Regions from separate parts of the Macaca mulatta genome. Here region 2 is linked to region 1. A link is a contact called in public Hi-C data. All regions are on one chromosome and are shown on one strand. The core of a region is the stretch at or near the end of the contact, and the rest is flanking DNA. Distances in the headings are between cores, read along the strand shown. Region 1 holds the start of CHURC1 (churchill domain containing 1). Region 2 holds the start of FNTB (farnesyltransferase, CAAX box, beta).

Region 1 (3,369 bases), core at 33-2,532:
TACACATGCATTTTCTAGAATGGGAATCGCTGGGTCATTTCTGTGTTTTATAAGGCTCACCCGTTTTTTCAAAGTAGTTGTACCATGAGAATTCATACTGCTATACAAGCTACTCAAAAGCCTAAGTATTACCCATAAGATACTAAGACATAAGCAACTACAGAGGTTTTCTCCCTCCCAACCAATGCACAAATTCCATTCCTGTAATTGTCCCCCATCCTCCAGCTCCTCACCTTCTTTTCTACCCTAATCACAACTGCCCTTCAAGCCTTAGATGATGTCCACCTTTTCTCAGGGGAGAACAGCACTATCTCCTATTGCCCTCCTCTTTCCCTAAACTTGAATAGCATTTCTGAACTGAGGTACTCATTTTTGTTAGTCACATACTTCCCAAAACTGTAAGCTGTTAGGCAGCACCAAAGCTGCCTTTTAATTTCTTCTCTGAAATAAAGAATCCAGCTGGGCGCGGTGGCTCATGCCATTAATCCCAGCATTTTCGGAGGCCAAGGCGGGAGGATAGTTTGATCCCAGGAATCTGAGACCAGCCTGGGCAACAGTGGGACCCTGTCTCAAAGAGAGGAGAAATAATTCCTTTCTGGCCTAGCAAAGTAATCTAACTACACATATATAAATGTTCAACAAGGATGCCTTGAATAAATGAGAATAGACAAGCTTTGAACCTGAAAGTAACTGAGATTTAAAAGGTAGTAACAGGCAGGAAACCTAAATTCTAGTCCTGGCTCTCATCCAGAATGTAAACTTCAGCAAGTGATTTCCCCTCTCTGGGCACTGGTTTCTTCATCCGCAAAAGTGTTAGAACACATGACCTCAGAGGTCCCCTCCAGCGCTAGAATTCGGTAAGAAAATTGAACTTCATCAAATCGAGTTTGAGGATGATACCGGTAGTGGGGGTGAGGGAGTCCCTCGGTTGTCGACCGGGTTTGTGGCGGTGGTGGGGTTCCTCTGTTGCTCCCTGGAGCTCAAGAGAACGGCCACGACAGCTGAGGTCAGCCGCCAGGGCGGGGACCAGAGGCGCTGACCGCCACAGGCCATCCCCCGTGTGCCTAAATACCGCTACCGGGTCACCGGGACAGGCAGTGCGGCCAAGTCCGCCCCGCGAACGGCCTATCTGGGAAGGCCAGCCTGGGGTGTGAGACACCTCGGGGGCCGGCCGCGGGCCAAGGGAGCGCCCAGTCGCTCACCCGGTTGGGATATTCCTTCTCCACACAGTCGCCACACATCGCGACGAGGTCAACATGGAACGCCCTCCAACGCTTCCGGGAAGACGAAACCTCGCGAGAGCTGAGATATGGTTGCCGCATGCGCCCAACTACTCGACTCCTGGATATTCCGTCTAGGGAACCGAGCCGAAGTCTCTGCCCCTTAGCAACTGTTGTCAAGGCAGGGCACAGTCTCCTTGGCACCTTGCGTCGGCAAAGGGTGGGGCTTCAGAACTCCTTCCGAGAAAGAGGAAGAAATCGTGTGCACTGACAGATGTGACGGGAAGGGAAGGTGGATCTTGGGCTGAGCGAAGTTCTCATAGACACCTTCCTGAGCTTAGGCTGATAAGAAAGGAAAATCACAACACACAAGAAAGGGAATTATTTCTCGCTACCACATATACAAATCTGAAATGTTAATAAATACCTTTCTGTACCATTTCTTAAGGCAATGAGAATGAATAAGAGACTAGATAGATCTCAGCAGGTGAATAAACAGTAACTGAAGTGTTTGGGAAGAGACACCCAGAGTGCTGCAGAAAATCTCTTCAAAGAACACTTAAAATATTAGTCATAATTGGCCATTCCGAAGTCCTCTGGAGGACATAGCAACGGGTACCGTATTTCTATCTCTCTCAGGTGTCACAGAAGCACCTCAGTGGCGGGCAAGGACTAGTTAAATAGACAAATGACCAGGTCAGTTGTTCCTGCATCATTTCCCAATCCTGTGGATCTCAAAATGCTTGTGATTGGCGCCCCGCCTCATCCTTTCTCTCTGTGTTGAAAGCATCTTATTTATTCGCAACCATCTAATTAACTTGCATACGAATCTCCGAAGTTTGTCTTTGCTTCTGAACAATGTGTCTTCATCACACTTCTCTACTCCAATGGGAACATCAACATCCTCCCTCAGCCCTGCTTTATTGCTGTCATGTCAGTGAAGAAAGATTGGGGAGCATGGGAGACTCTGGGATCCAGATTCCTTAAAGAAGAGATTAATAACCATTTCAAAGCACACTAGTTTAACTGGGCTTGCTAATATGGGAATTATTTTTCCACAGAAGCACTGAAATTGTAACCTTTAGTATTTCAACTTCTAGTAAGTACCTGCAACAGTTACTAAAAATCACAGGTGTGCTAAGAAACACTGCATGAACTACAGCCATCAGAGTTTACTTTATTCTTAGAATAATTATAATGCCTCCCATTTGTATGACATTTTCAACCTTTCAAAAGTGTCCTCATTTCAGTTTCTGATTTTATGCTATTACAACCCTATGTGGTTGGTAAGAAAAATATGCCTCCTCTTTTCAGATAAGGAAACCACAGAAGTGAGTGGTTAAAGGTCTTGTCTATGGTAAAACTACTCAGTAGTCAGCCAGCGCTAAGACTCTATTGCTATCCTTGGCTCAATTTCTTTCTAATACAGTAGCACTAGCCACTTATGACTATGAAGCACTTTAAATACAGCAAGTTTGAACTGAGATTGTGCTGTAAGTACATTCTGCACACTAGATTTGGAAGATTTACTAGTAAAAAATATAAAAATCTCATTAATAAATTTATATGATAATGCTGAAATAATTTTTGACATACTGGGTTAAATAAAAATGTATTATTAAATTAATTTCATTTGCTTTTTTAAATGTGGCTACTAGAAAATTAAAAATTACACATGTAACTCTCATATTCCTATTGGACAGGGCTAGTCTATTCTTTTTTTCTCTCTTTTAAGGCAGAGTCTCACTCTGTCACCTAGGCTGGAGTGAACTGGCGCAGTCTCGGCTCACTGCAGCCTCTGCCTCCCGGGTTCAAGTGATTCTAATGCCTCAGCCTCCCGAGTACCTGGGACTACAGGGGCACACCACCACAACCAGCTGATTTTTTGTAGTTTTAGTAGAGATGGGGTTTCACCATGTTGGCCAGGGTGGTCTCGAACTCCTGGTCTCAAGTGATACACCCGCCTCAGCCTCCCGAAGTGCTGGGATTATAGGCATGAGCCACTGCACCTGGCCCAATTCTCTCTCTTCGTCCATTTTTAAATGCTTTCTCTGTTTTTAAAGGCTAATACTGGCTTTTAATCCTTTCTTACTCCCCAGATACTCACGATTTAGTCTGAGAGATAAAATGAGCACAAATACTAATAATT
Region 2 (3,390 bases), core at 95-2,594, 71 kb before region 1:
TACTCCCCTAAATTCCATAAGTTTAAATCTCCAGTTAAAATATTCTCCCTGCTACTTTGTGAATCATCATGTATCAAGCCTTTGTTTCTGTTATAAATTTATAATTCTAGTCATAACTGTACAATATAACAACTATTGTTACTAATTTTGCCAAAGTACAGGCTTCCAACTTCAAGTATGAAATACAAAACAGGTCTCGCCAAGGTGAAGCCTGGAGACTGACCTCACTAAGAGATCTTATTTCAGTAAGAAGCAGGATGTTCATTTATTAGTGTTAAGAATCATCCTAACCACTTCTCCTACCGACAGATGGATACACAGTTCCACATAACAATCTTGGGAACAATTCCAATCAGGGAATAAATAGAAAAACAAAACTATGGTTTTGGGCATATGAATCATTCCCCAAACACTTTTCTAAATGATAGGTTCGATCCTACTTCTAGGCCTTAGGGAATGATTAGTAGTCCAAAATCCATACTTTCTGTTAGAGCACTTTCCAAACTCTGTTTTCCTGCCTGTCCCCACAGGGGCTATTTCCTTGTACTTCCATCGTTTAATATTGTGTCCGACACGTAGTTGGTGCTCAAGTGGCTGAATGACTACCAAAATGCCCACCCACGAGGCAGGCCCCCAAACCTGGCACTGCAGGTCAAAAATCAAACAGATCGTGAAACGGCATGACAGCGGCCTGGCCCTTCTCTCCTCTCTGCCTCCAGAAGCTGAGAGCAGGTTGGGAAAAGTGCACTGTGCACCCCAGAACCTCCCGAAGTACTGGCAGAACGGAGTGGGCTATCCGACCCGCCTGGGCTGCCTCTGTTCTCCAGACGTAGAACACGATTCTCCTCGTTCTTTAGGGCAGAAGGGACCCGGCTACTGCCCACTCCTCCAAGCCCAACCTTGAAACGACCCTTCCCCAACCTGGCCGCGCAAACGCTCCACGACGAAGCCCAAGCCTGGGCGCCCGGAGCTTCCCAGAGGGAAGGCGCCCCGGTGCGCTGTGGGAGTCGTAGTTCCCCGGTGAGTTCCGCACCCGGGCGGCCCTGCGAACGGGACTCCCGCTCCCAGAACACCCCGCGCGGGTGCCTCGCCCAGTCCTGCCACCTCACCTGTTCTATGGACGTGACTGTTTCCACCGAGTCGTCCTGCAACCGCTCTCGCGCGTGCTCGGGCCTCAGACTGTACAGCGGCTCTGACCAGACGGGGGAGGAAGATGGAGGGCAATAGTAGGTGAAAGAACTCGGAGAAGCCATGATCAGGAGAGCAGCGGACAGTGTGTAGGACTCAGCTTCGTTAAGCAACAACGCGCATTGAAACTCGAGCGGGCTAAGGCGCTACGGCGAGCGGATAGAGGCAAAAAGATTTTGAACGCGAATCTCTCCTCCCACCTACAAGTCTTTAGAGTGAGTACTGAGATGCTGCCGCCCGCCGTTGGGCAGAGGCGCTGCTGCAAGAGCTCAGAGTCCTGAAGCGCAAGGGTGTCTACATCCGAATTTCATTTCAGAGAGATGGCGTAGGACGCCTCGGTTTGTTATGCAAATTGTTAAAAAGAACTTTAACATTCTGCTATTTCTCACTTAATTGTAATGCAGTCGCTTGCAGTTTCAGGTGCCCAAGAACCCAATGAATGTAAGTTTGAAAGCATTTCTGACAGCTCTACTGATTGCCTCAGTCACGCTATTACTAATAGAATTATTGTGCACCTTGGGGTACTTGACAGCCTCCCAGGAGAAGGCAGTAGCTGCTCAAACGTGCAAGGACGCCGTCTCAGTAATTCAGTGATGGAGGGAGGGGGGCATTATGATTTTCTCCTACCTCTTGGAGGTTACATTGCAGTAGCAAGAACTGAAATGCAGTAGAAGGAACAAGGATAAGTGAAACAGTCAGTCAGTCCGCAGATATTTACGGAACACTTGCTATGTGTCAGGCATTGTGCTAGGTCCTAGGAATACAAAAGTGAACAAAACAAAGTCCCTGCCCTTGGGAACCTTACATTCTAAGAAAATCGACAGAATTGAATGTATCCAACGCAATAAATGTATGAAGTCTTGTGATAAATGATATGAAGGAAAATAGCAGGGTCTATGAAAGAGACTAAAGGGGTAGGAAACTAATTGAATTGTATGGTCAGGCCAAGCCTCTCTAAGTGACCTTTCATTTGAGATCCGAAGGATGACGAGGAGTCATCCAGAAGAACAGTATGGGAAAGAACTCCTGAGAAGGAAGAAACAGCAACTTTTAGAAGACATGTGCTGGGCACAGTGGCTCATGCCTGTAATCCCAGCACTTCGGGAGGCTGAGGCAGGAAGATCACTTGAGGAGTTAGAACATCCTGGGCAACATAGCAAGACCTCATCTCTATTAAATATCAAAAAAATTAGCTGGGCGTGGTGGCGCATGCCTGTAGTCCCAGCTACTCAGCAGGCTAAGGTGGGAGGATCCCTTGAGCCCAGGAAGTCGAGGCTGCAGTGAGCTATGATTGTGCCACTGCACTCCAACCTGAGTGGCAGAGCGGGACCCTGTTTCAAAAAACAAAACAACAAAAACAAAAACCATAGGCTCAAGTGACCCTCCTGCCTCAGCCTCCTGAGTATTATTTTAGGGCATGCATCAAAAGTACTACACCAAAAATTATAATACCAAGATATTAAACTGGGGGAGTTGTATGTAGGAGGTTATAGAAGGTATGTTAATAACAGACATTCCGGGTACACTTGGAGACAAGCTTCCTGCTCAGAGCATTTCACTCTGTTCCCACTCCATTCCATGTCACATGTCTAGGATCCAGGGATTATAGACCAGAGTGACATTTGACAACCATCCATTCCCCTGTTCTCAGTCTCTGGTAGTAAATAGAAGCAGTCAGAAAAAATGTCACAGATGAAGCTGGGCTGGCTTAAAGACCTCAGGTAGATGAACACTACCACTGTGTCCATTTTAGTGGTACTATTGCTGAACTAAGACCTAGAGGCACCAGAATGTCACCAAATCTGGAAATAAGGGGACTGTATGGGTTAGGACCCATGGATATGGCTGCACAGTGTGAAATGGTCCCATTACATTGAGCCCTCTATTGGCATCTTATTGTGTTTCCCTTAGTTATATTTTGGGAAAAAATGGTCTGATAAGGTCAGAGTCATATCTAAGGATTCAGCCTTTGTCACAAAGAGTTTCTTTGCAGGAGAACTGGAAACTTTATGCTTCAATCCTGAAGACTGTGCTATTGAAAGAATAGTTGGGACAGTTTTGTGACAAATTGTTGCATCTGTCAGGTGCACCTAGAGCAATTGCAAATTGTATTTTAGAAATAAAAATTCATTTCTGAAATTTAGTCTCCTCTGCAGTGGGATCCAAAAGATGTGAATAGGAACATGGGCAAGAGTCTCCTGC

The links. A called contact is a pair of places that touch in the nucleus more often than the background predicts.
Region 2: a contact with region 1 is called in a Hi-C map of fetal cortex germinal zone, with 2.9 times the contacts expected there. The contact joins the promoter of FNTB here to the promoter of CHURC1 in region 1. A contact is called at or near these places in 2 of 14 Hi-C or Micro-C datasets (fetal cortex germinal zone and liver).

What each region holds. Positions count from the first base shown.
Region 1 is chr7:138,012,485-138,015,853 of T2T-MMU8v2.0, reverse strand. CHURC1 (churchill domain containing 1) reads right to left here and starts at 1,282. Exons shown (of 4, transcript XM_028851614.2): 1 at 901-1,282. The coding sequence starts at 1,053.
Region 2 is chr7:138,083,950-138,087,339 of T2T-MMU8v2.0, reverse strand. FNTB (farnesyltransferase, CAAX box, beta) reads right to left here and starts at 1,344. Exons shown (of 12, transcript NM_001257705.1): 1 at 1,110-1,344. The coding sequence starts at 1,253.